Regions from separate parts of the Mus musculus genome. Here all the other regions are linked to region 3. The links are chromatin contacts, called in public promoter capture Hi-C maps. All regions are on one chromosome and are shown on one strand. The core of a region is the stretch at or near the end of the contact, and the rest is flanking DNA. Distances in the headings are between cores, read along the strand shown.

Region 1 (2,700 bases), core at 82-2,581, 220 kb before region 3:
ATTTGAGGTCTACTTCTTTGGGACAGTAGTTTCTTCTATAGAAACAGTACTTCTAGCCTTAAAGTATGGATAGAATGATGGATGTGATAGGCTTTGAAGCTTTCAAGTTTTGCTCAAACCTAAGAAAAATGGAAGGCTGTACAGTTGGGATCAGGGCCTATCCAGAGCCAGTATAACAAAGAAACAAGGGCCAAAGGGGTGGTTAACATGACCACTATACACAAAGCTCACTTTTGCTAGGGACTTGCGATATGACCAGACTAGATCAGAAACCTCCACTTTATATGCCAGACAGCACCATGATATTTTATAAGATTCATTTTTACTTATGTGTATGTATCTGTGTGTCTGGTATGTCTGGTGTGTGTGTGTGTGTGTGTGTGTGTGTGTGTGTGTGTGTGTGTGTGACACGTGCACTGTAGATGAGGGTGTCAGATCCTCTGGAACTGAAACTCCAACATTTGTGAACCACATGACTTAGATGCTTGGAATGAACTAGGATCCTTTGGAAGAGCAGCATAGGCTCTTAACTATCAAGCGTTCCCTCCAGCGCTCCACCCCCCCTCATGCCCCCCCCCCCATGATTCTTACACCATCCATGTTAAACAATCTCACCAGTCTTCGACCTGTCCGGTTGTGAATGAAATAGGGACCTAGAAAACCAGAACACTGTCTAAAAGTAAGGCCCAAAGAGGAAAACATATTAAGCAAGTTCACAACCAGTTATTAATAACAAGGCAATGCTTAGGAGAAGCCTAGGATACCACAAGGCTACACAGCAGCAGAACTTGGGCTTAGTGGTGGGCATCACAAAGGGCTTCATTTGAGCTGAGAACTACTTGCAAGGCATTGATTAATTCTAAAAGTTTCCAGATGCCAAGTGGGTTCCCCACATGCAGTACCCAGGAAACTGGATATTGTGGACTGGAGTCCTTAGGCCACATAGGATCACAAGTAAGGGGCAGGCCTGCGGGTGAGATGTCCTAAGGCTGGAACTCTAGCAATCTGAGGGCTGCTCCTCAACCCTCCTGACCCTGACCCTCCCCCAGCCTACCTACCCTTGAACACACTGAGCCACTGGGACAGGACAGCAAGGTTCTGGCAGCTCAGCCACCCGTGGATGCAGTGGGGCAGGGCCTCATGACCTCATCGCTATGGAGTCTTACACCCCTGCCAGCAGGAGAAGAATATAAATGGGGAAAAGTCCCCTCCAGGTTTGCTGAGGAAGGCCGGGGCTTTGCAGACTCCTGCAATGTGGCTGCTCAGGAGGCCTGAATGGAATTCGGAATTCGAAAGTACTTGTTTCTTGGCAGAAAAAAAATTCCAAAGATTGCTCAACATTCCTTTGACTCCAGGAGCGGGAGTTTGGCAGCAGCCCGTGGAAGCCTGAAGGAATGGGAGCCTGTGGGTGTGCCTTGCAGCGTGGCCAGCACAGGCTGGGGAATAGCCCCTCTGCTCTACTCCCTGGGGGATGAGAGAGAGGGGAGAGAGTAGAGATGTGAAGTTCTTGCCCTCCTGATGAAGGAGCTGCAATGTTATGAAGCCAGCCAGAGACTGGGAAGCCAGACTCTCTGGCTCTATGCAAAGCCCTATTTTCATCGCTGTCAGGAAACATGGGAGTAGCTCACTCCCTTGTAGCCTTCCTGTGGTTGCCAAGGAGATGAGCTCCCTCTCCCCAGCTCTCTGCTTGATAATGGCAGATGTAGCTGACATATCTCCTCCTCCATGAAGCCTGCTCCCTGCCTGGGTTGAAATGCACCTGTCAGCACCTCTAGGCACTTACACTATGACTCATGTTGTGGCTGTTTCTAGAAATGTCTACCTTCCATCAGACAAGAAGGGAAACTAGGGTCCATGTTATGTCTGTAGAATCCTGCAGTTTGGTAAGAGATCTGGACATCAAGATGTCCAAAATCGGCAAAGAGTATAAATGTGGAAGGACAAGCATAGGTTAGAGTGCGCGCTCACTCAAGATCCATGCGTCACGATGGTAAGAAGCTCCTGGCAATGTCGGTTTCAAAATTACGAGAAGATGGACATATTCAAATTAGCAAATTCCTACTAACCACTATTACTGTTTTAGTGTTTGCTTAGTGTTTAGTTGTGTAGATGTGAAATATAGTAAGATCCTCCATTGTGTGAGTGAGACATGTGTAGATAATTATTAAACTAGATTAAGGGAAAACGGCCTTTGGGGTATAGGTATGAGGCGATATTATCATAAAAAATGCAATACAGAAAAAATTAAAATTTCACCAGAGGGTTTTGGCTTTAAAATGAAATATTTCCTTGAGGCTCATATGGTGAGCGCTTGGTCTGGTGTATTCTGGGAGGTTCCGAGCACTTTAGGAGGAGGGATCTAATGGGAAAAGAAGGCTTCTGAGAAGGCATGCCTTAGCTTGGTCCCCACTCCATTCTTCCCTCTCTGCTTCCTGTTCACTATGGGTAGTAGTCCCCCATGCTAAAGATGGCTCCTGCCACTACAATGGTGGGTCTCACCACAAGCTCAGAAACAACAGAATCAGACTGGACTGCAGACTGTGAAACTGTGAGCTATGATAAATCTTTCCTCTAAAGTTGTTGATGAGGGGGTTTGGGTGTCCTTGTGGAGAGTCTGGTCACACACACACACACACACACTTAGCACACTGTAGTAAATGGACTACAGAGCTGACAGTTCCTAACCTCATCCACCTAGTT
Region 2 (2,700 bases), core at 175-2,674, 180 kb after region 3:
GAGCTTGAGGCGAGCCACCCTTGAGACCCGGGCTGCTCGTGGACAGAGGAGGCAGAGCCCACACAGTGCCTGTCCTCCAGTGGCCAACAGTGTCAAGGCTCCTATCCAGCTGTGCCAGGACACCAAATGGGACATCTCACTTCGGATCTTGCTGGAAATGATGAAGCCCAAGCCTAGGACAGCACAGAGGATGGCCATGGTCTGCCCTGCCCAGTGGAGTCGAATCCGGGTTTTTCGAGAGCAGAAGAAGAACAGGGAGTGCTCAGGTGAGAAGAGTAGAATAGCTTCAGCCATGCAGAGACAGAACTGTAATCATAAGGAAAGGCCAGTGAGCCTCTAGTCTACATGGAGCGCAAGGAAAAGGAGGTCTTCTCACACATTCAGAAGGACACGGGGAAGCTAAGGACTTGCAGCCTCACACACATCCTTTCTGGACCACAGAACAGCAAACATTCTACTGAGAACTTTCTACTGAGTTCTGAGGACAAAGCCTTGATAAACATCCTTCTTGCGTCTTCCTTTTAGGCACTAGAGGAGAAATATCTTCTGTTCCCCCTTTCCCTGACCTTCTCAGCCACCTGACACTTTACTCCACTTTCCCCAATCCTATAGGTTTTAGGGAAAGATGAAGCCCTCTTTAAACCCATCTCTCTGACCCTTAGGCTGAAAAACTGAATGTCTCCCCAAGAGTTAATCTAAGAATATCCGAACTCACCGCCAAGGCCATGAACACAGGGTGCCAGGAGAAAAGACCTAAGTAAGAATCAAAGAGAATAGGCTGACGGCTGGGCTTCACTGATACTGTCCCGTGGTTTGTAAATGACAAAGACCGGGCCACAAGGTCAGCATATCATCTTAAACCTAAACAAGAATCAGGAGCTCACCACAAAGGGAGGAGTCAAGGGGCCCTTACACCCCCTTGGCCTGGGGATTGCACTTGCTGCAGCCCAGTCCCTAGAGTACCTTAGCCTGCCCAGGACCCTCTAACGCTTTTCCATGTAGGGCCTCCTAAGGAAGTATCAGTTCTGTCTTTTCAAGCCCCACCCTCCCTGGACTTCCGGGAACCCGCCTACTACGCTTTTACAACCACTCCCGGACCCGCCCCTCCTCAGCTGAGGGTCCAGGTTTCCAGTCTCCCAGTGCGCCCAAAGCGGCCCCTCCAGCGCCTAGGCTCCGCCCCTTCTTTGGCCCCGCCCCACCTCGCCTCGCACACTCACTGGTTCCGGGCCGGGACAGCACAGTCAGAAAGATGGTGAAGCCCAAAGCTATCAGGTGCGCCAAGATCCCACTGCCTCTCCGCAGCCAGCGGGTCAGTCTCGGCTCCCTCGCTGGAGCGGGAACCAGACCTACCTCCATGGAATGCATAGCAGTGCCAGGCCGGCCGGCACAATCCAGCTACCAGAGGCTTCTTCCGGGTTTGCTATCGCGGAGGCGGCGGCGGCTACAGGAGAGGCTCCTCCCCGGGGAAGCTGCGGGGCCGTGTGGCGGAGGTGCCCACAGCGCCCTCTGTAGAGTGGGGGGGAAGCGCCTCGGCCCCAAAGGGCGGCTCCCGGAAACCTCCACTGACCTAATCGAGCTCCCAACCCACCTTCATTCTATCTTTGTGTCTATAAGGGTATCTCAAGAGGTCTGCGAAAATTACATCGGTAGCAACTGATACCAGCGAAATCCCAAATCACACACTTGATTCGCTGACCCAAGAGCATGAAACCAGTGTTCTGAGCAGCTTTCTAGAAGTACTGGATTCCCTGGACTGCTTACTTCTCAGACATTTCTGGCTTGTTCAAGAGACAAGATTTCTCCCTGTATTAACATAAATGAAAAGCCAAAACCTAGTGATCTAATCTGATGACTTCAGGTATGAAAACCAAAAGAAGCAATCTCATCATCCCTGCTTACAGGCGTAGTTGCTCCCCATCCCCTCCCTCCCACGCTGCCCCCTCAAAATATTCCAGATCCATGGGGCACTTTCAGCCTTTGCTGCCGCCACAGTAGAACCAGAGCTTTCCACAACCCCAAGTTCTGCTACACTATTACCTCCAAAAAGGTATGACCCAACCTAAAGAGTTCTATATGGGAGAAGCTTTACTCCGTTCAGGGCAAACTCACAGAAGAGACCAGAATGAGCTGTCCAGTGGGTAGGGAAATGGCTCTGTGGTTAAGAGTGCATATTCCTCTTGCTCAGGGGGCTCACAGCTGACTGTAACTAGCTACAGGGGGATCCCACACGTCTCGCCTCCGCAGGCATCACATGCGCATACCCACACACAGACACCATAATTAAAAAAAAAAAAAAAAAAAAAGCTGTCCAGCACTTCTAGAGCAGTGATCGCCAAGCTCAACCTCTGCATGGCTGAGGAACTAAGGCTGGTTTTAAGACATGGGAAGGGCAAGAACAGCCATTTGTAGAGGGATGGAAGCCCAGAGTAGCTAGAAAACCAGAAAGGGGCCATAAGCTAACTCCCACAAACCCTCAGGACAAAAACCCAAGGATGGCGTCAGGTGTGAGACCCCTTCCCTCTCAGTTCTTTCCCAGTGGAACCATAGTTGTCGCTCTTAAGCCTCTGGGGTGCCTGCTCACTCAGCGTCATATGCCTTATCATCCTCTCTGAGAAGATTCCCAGGGATGCCAGCTCCAGGTTTCTGTGTGCAGTGTGTGTGTGCTGGGGTGTACACTGCCTGTCATCCCAGCCTCTCGGG
Region 3 (2,700 bases), core at 168-2,667:
ATTGCTCTGGGTGATCTTGTGTGATCCATCGATCAAGTAAGGCAGCTGGATGGACAAGCAGGGAGGGTCAGATGGGATATGGGGTACCTGAATCCTTTCTCTGGGTGAGAGAAGACACAGGGCCTGACAGTGTGCCTGCCATGGGAAGCCCTCCATGGGCACAGTGTGCACTGAATGAGAGAGCTGGGGCACAGCCCATCACAGAACACTGTGCAGCCAGCAGGGATGGAGCAGGAGAGCAGAAACACTGATCCTAAACCCTCAGCCAGGCCAGGAGATGAGGTGAGATCACCGTGTCTTCCCCAAACCTCTCCTCCCCTGCACCTACATTGGGAAAGTCCAGGCCCAGCTTGAACTTCTCATTCAGCCACTGGCTTCTGTCAAAGTCGGGAGCTGTAAACAAGAAGATGTGAAAAGGCATTACCCCACTGTCCCACCCTTCTACAGATTATCGACCAGTAGCAAGAACCCCTAAGGCAGGGCCTCTGCAACCTGTTACAGAGAGTTACTTTCCAATGTGGAGAAGGGTCTGAATAACAACTGATAATAAAGGCAGCCTGGACCCAATAAGACCCCAGTAGTGAATTCTGTCGAATTATAAATACAAATGGACCAAGGAACTCCATTCTCCATGATCTATATTGGAAAATCAAACTGCACTCTCAAAGAGGTTTCTGGAAGCAGCAGCCTCTATCTTTAGCTAGAGGGAGACCAGCAGGGCTAAATAACGGGAAATCTAGGCATAGTTTGATAGGTAAGAGGGAAGCAGGTGTCTGACCAGGAAGGTGGCATTACCGTCACCCATGGTGTATCTCTTCTCATCATAGCTTGAGTCTGTGTATTCCAGGAGCATGCGGATCGGGTGTGTCAGCTGGGAGAGATGACCAGAAGAGACAGAGGTCAGACATTGTGGGGACTTCTTTGTATGACTTCATCTTCACCCGTTGAGACCTCCCACACTGCACAAACGCCGTCACCCCGCACGTGCATGTGCACACCACACACATACGCGCGCGCGCACGCACACACACACAGCCACCCAAGTGCGTAAACTGAGCGCTGAGAGCTACAGGCAGGAGATTCCAGTGAGAGCTGAAGAGTACCCGCTGTAGGAAGGGCTCCTGCTCTTAAGAACTTTCTGCTTCACATCCCAGTCCCACCCTCCAAGTGGACCCCTCTCTCACTCCGCGGACGTTCCAGTATCCCAGTATCATAGGCATGGTGCTGGTGCTGTGGTCTTCTCAAACTGGCTTCAGCAGGACTGACCTGTGTGTTTGGAGTTGTGACTTTATACAGACTACTAGAGAAACGTGGGCAGGACAAAACAGCGGGTCCCTCCCAACCCTGCACCAATCCCAATTAGGCACTCCCCTTCCTAGGTCTGTAACCAGAGCAGCAGACCCTAAAGCGGAAGGCAGAGGCCACACCCTCTCCGGGAGAGGCGGGGTTAAGATCCTTAGCGGCCTCTGTCCCGGGATTCTGTTTTGCACACGCTGAAACAGAATCTGCTCTCCTGCTTCCCCCGAAACCCTCTTAGCGACTGCCGCCATCGCCGCCTGCTGGATGCTCCCTAGACTAGCTAGCACTTTGCCTGGAGTCTGGCCAGACAGCGAAAGAACATTGGGTGGGTGTTCTCCCGCCTTCCTTTCTTTTGCAGAGCTCGGTTTTCACACCCAGACTGTGGGAATCTGTCATTGGGGAGGCTCAACTCTCAGCTTAAAGACAAAAAGGCGAGAGCCCCCGACCTGAGAGTTTAATGTAGCACTTATCGTCATGGAAAGAACTCTGTCAGTCTGACAGGTACCGGATTTTTGCGCACACAGCCTCAAGTTACAGGAACAGTCGGTGACATGGAAACAACCCCAAGGCAGAGATAAACAGGGCTCCGTATTTTCCTTTAGGGGGTTTGAGAACTGTTATCAGTTATTAAAAAACTAATCTGTATTTTGGCCGTGTTTATGAATCTAAATTCAAGTACCAACCACAGAGGGGCCGGAAGTTTGAGGGAAGCCACAGCTGTGGACAACAGTCAGCTGACAAAACCCAGCAGAGCACAAGGGAGAAAAAGAGCCCACGCTGGGTTGTGCCATAGAGAGGGAGAGCATGTGACCCAAGAAGTTTGCTTTCAAGGGATACCAGGATGCTGTACACATGGGAGCCCAAAGCAAGACCCTCAGCTGTCCCTAAATGCAGGACCTGGCCCAGGCTCCGGACATGCGTTTGTATATGACAGGGTGGCTCAAATGACCTTTCAGGTTACCCTGAGATATATAGTAGTATATCCTTCACAAGTAGTATATGCCCTGTAGTATTACCTTCACAAGGTCAATGTCCTCCCAAGAACACTGTCCTACCTGTTTACTTTCTTTTTTGCAGACAACCAAGAGGCTTGATGGAAGGGGAGACTAAAATGAGTTTACAAGTCAAAGGCCAAGGCTGTTGCTCTGCAGGACGTACATTTTGGGATTAAATCATCCTTTACTGGGACTACGGGGTATGAAGGCAACATATCATGTCACCCACATAGGAGCTGTGCAGTGAGGTTGCAGGGGGCAAGCAGAGGCCATCTCATCCTAGGACATTAAAGAAACCACATGTTCTGCAGGTCTTGGTGAGGATGCACGAAAAGTGACCATGTCACTGGGGCTTTAGCAGCAGTTTGGTGGGAACTACAGGGACATATTTTGCAAGTATGAATGA
Region 4 (2,700 bases), core at 77-2,576, 210 kb after region 3:
ACCAGAGAAGGGGAAACTGAGGCCATGGGCCGGTGAATGTTTCAAGGTCACAGGGTAAATCTAATATTGAGCTATACTCTAGAATGCTGACAGGCATTTGATCCATGTTTGACTAATGTTGGAAACTAGTGTCCAGAGAAGTGACTTGTCCAAGGTCATAGAGCTGAGACAGGTAGCTCTAGGCCTGCAACCTACCATCCCTCCTTCCCGGCTCAATGTTCTGTTATGCCAGCTGTCACATTTTCTTCTGTCTTAATTGGTTTTTTTATGTAATCATTGGATTGGGAAACTGTTCATTCATCCATCCATTTCTTTACTCGGTTACAGTTTCCCAAATTGCTCCAGTGACTTCAGCTGGTAGTCTGTCTCCTGAGTCCACCCCAGGGATCATCCAGGTCCTAGAAGGTTCCAGGCAGGATGGTTTCTGTAACCCATTTCCTTTCCTGGTGCCTTTAGTAGTAGCGTTGTTCTCACTGCAAAGTGGACCTTACCCTCCTTGTCCTCCTCACCCCTCCCGCCACTGAAGAGTGGTATGTGCAGGATCAGAGTTCTGGAAAGGTTACACCCGGGTCTTCTCGTCCGAGTGAAATGTGAGCGCCCTGGGCAAAGGCGCCTTGCACATAGAAGGTCCGAATCCGGGACTCCGCATGCCGGGCTCCTCTCCCTCCTTCCACCGAGCGCTGGAGCAGCAACCCTGGTTCTCCCCTCCCCCGCCCACCTGTCGCCACCCCCCACCCTTCCGCGGTGGCTGGGCCCGCTGCATCTCCCCAGCCTCCTCCGGGGCCACATTGCTTCGGGTCCGCGTCACAATCCAGGCTCCCGAAATAGCCCGGGGTTAGGGCCGACTCACCCACTGGAGAACTTTGATGAAGCCCAGCGGCTCCTCCAGGCGCTGCCAGCGCAGCCCCAGGAGCAGGCGGTCCACCTGCGGAGACAAAGCCAGCAGACGGTCAAGGCGGGCCGGCCCGGAGGGAAAGCGTGGGGCTTTCTATTCACATTGCGGGGGCGGGAGAGACGGAATCAGACACATTCGGGACATCTAGGTAGACAGGGACTAGCGAGAGTCCACAGGCCGGGTACTCGGGGCTTACCTGCTGGCGCGGAGACTTGTCCGAGGTGCGGCCGGGGCTCTCCGTCGAGGACATGCTGGCGCGTCGGGGCGCAGTGCAAGGGTTCGACTCCCTGGCCGGGAGGCTGCGTGGGGCGCGGGGGCGCTGGGGGCGGCGGGCTCGAGGCCGTGGGCAGGCCGGGCTCCAGGCTGGCGGGCTGGGTCGTGGGGGCGCTGCTGCTCGCGCTCTCGGAGGCTCTGTCCGCCGCGCTGCCCCGCCGGCTGCAGAAAACCCCCGAGTCCGATTCAAACTTCTGTCAAACAATCTGGCGGACTTGGCAGCCGAGTCACGTGGCGTGCGATCGCGAACCCTGCTCCCGCCCCTTGCTCTCCCCTTTTTCCGCGCGTAGGGCGCCTTAAAGGGACCTGTGGAGCCTGCTAGCCGTCGGGCTGCCAGAAGGCTCCGGGGTTTTTGCCAGAAGCTTCCAGGATGGGTCCCCACTAGAACAGCCCAGCTGCTTCAACGCCACGGCCAAGGTCAGGAACCTACACGGGATGCGTGGGCTCTAGTGCAGCTTTCCCGATTTTCCTGGGTTCTGTGGAAGGGTTTTCTTCTACAAATACCGTAGTGACTAGAGCACACAAGATTTACCTAAGGCATTCTTAGTGCTTCTGCTGCTGTAACAACGGCGCTCCACCAGCCAGAACAAAGAACTGAACTTTTACTTCGCATCAGACACGGTCTTACTTTTTAACAACAAACAGCGTTTGGATGTTAATGAGTTTTAAAGTTATCAAACTTTAAAAAGTAAGAATTCGATCTCCTTTTAACCGCCAACACTATTTAAATGAGAATGAAGTCTCGGAGGAGCCGTGGGAGTGGAGATTAGCGTTTGTATTGAAAACTAGGCAGAGTTGCAGTTTGATTGACTTTGAATGGGCCTAATTTTCGAAAAGTGTTCTGCGGTAGCCGGAAGTGAGCAGTTGCTAGTATTACACATTAGGTTTACAAGGAGTGGAAATCTAGGTAGTTAAAGATGACTTCATTTACCCAAAGAAGCTGAATGAGCCAATGGGCGGGCCCAGGAGGAAACCAGCCTTCCTTCTTTGCTCTTAACTCTCGTCCATCAAAGTCATTTCTTTGATGATCTGCCACTATGCTTCCAGCATTTCAAAACCAATGCTTTTTGATTAAATGTTCTGCTGTTATTTATACAATCCAGCCATTGGATAAATGTCTTCCCAAACCTGGCCATGAGTGTGTGGGGAGGCAACCAGCTAAGGCTGGAGTTGAAGGAAACTTCTGCCATGGAATTACATGCAAATTTGGGCTAAATAAGGAATTGCTGAGTCCACAGATATGCCCGTAATAAATCATGGGGACAGGAGAAATGGTTCAGCAGTTAGGAACATTGCTTTCTCAGAAAACCATGGTTTGGCTCCTGGAACTCACATGGCACCTCACACACATCTGCAATTCCACTTCTAGGCTATTCATGGCCCCATTTGGCCCCTGGACACCAGGCTTACACATCAGATGCACATACACGCCTCAGGCAAACACTCACATACATAAAGTAAGGATCAATACATCTTTTAAAAGTTATTCTGCTGTCTTAGATTCCTGTTCTACAGTCATTTCTGTACTGAGG

Evidence for each region. Promoter capture Hi-C pulls out the DNA fragments that hold promoters and counts their contacts. Capture Hi-C pulls out chosen DNA fragments and counts their contacts.
Region 1: a promoter capture Hi-C map of neural stem cells shows a contact between it and region 3. The contact joins the enhancer-like site here to the promoter of Gstm1 in region 3. A contact is called at or near these places in 1 of 39 promoter capture datasets (neural stem cells), 2 of 484 Hi-C or Micro-C datasets (the HL-1 cell line and liver), 2 of 115 datasets of contacts at active chromatin or transcription factors (microglia and pancreatic cancer cells) and 1 of 9 other capture datasets (pancreatic islet).
Region 2: a contact with region 3 is called in a promoter capture Hi-C map of adipose tissue. The contact joins the promoter of Cyb561d1 here to the promoter of Gstm1 in region 3. A contact is called at or near these places in 4 of 39 promoter capture datasets (the 3T3-L1 cell line, hippocampal neurons, liver and 1 more), 1 of 484 Hi-C or Micro-C datasets (embryonic stem cells), 3 of 115 datasets of contacts at active chromatin or transcription factors (bone marrow-derived macrophages, memory CD8 T cells and pancreatic cancer cells) and 3 of 9 other capture datasets (adipose tissue, liver and pancreatic islet).
Region 4: a promoter capture Hi-C map of liver shows a contact between it and region 3. The contact joins the promoter of Sypl2 here to the promoter of Gstm1 in region 3. A contact is called at or near these places in 1 of 39 promoter capture datasets (neural stem cells), 2 of 115 datasets of contacts at active chromatin or transcription factors (large pre-B cells and memory CD8 T cells) and 3 of 9 other capture datasets (adipose tissue, liver and macrophages).

The regions. Positions count from the first base shown.
Region 1 is chr3:107,792,335-107,795,034 of GRCm38.p6, forward strand. All of the region lies in intron 2 of Gm40121 (a long non-coding RNA gene), which reads left to right. Among named protein-coding and RNA genes, the nearest start is that of Csf1, 33 kb to the left of the region's middle. Within about 2 kb of position 1,332, at least 178 of the 459 cell types and tissues checked have an H3K27ac peak or open chromatin away from gene starts, as enhancers often do. A contact at or near this core is called in the HL-1 cell line, liver and neural stem cells, where this site is marked.
Region 2 is chr3:108,199,410-108,202,109 of GRCm38.p6, forward strand. It overlaps Cyb561d1 (cytochrome b-561 domain containing 1), which reads right to left and starts at 1,425. Exons shown (of 3, transcript NM_001081320.2): 1 at 1,218-1,425; 2 at 716-753; 3 at 1-306. The coding sequence starts at 1,365.
Region 3 is chr3:108,016,556-108,019,255 of GRCm38.p6, forward strand. It overlaps Gstm1 (glutathione S-transferase, mu 1), which reads right to left and starts at 1,418. Exons shown (of 8, transcript NM_010358.5): 1 at 1,185-1,418; 2 at 796-871; 3 at 329-393; 4 at 1-45. The coding sequence starts at 1,220.
Region 4 is chr3:108,225,273-108,227,972 of GRCm38.p6, forward strand. It overlaps Sypl2 (synaptophysin-like 2), which reads right to left and starts at 1,327. Exons shown (of 6, transcript NM_008596.1): 1 at 1,092-1,327; 2 at 851-925. The coding sequence starts at 1,145.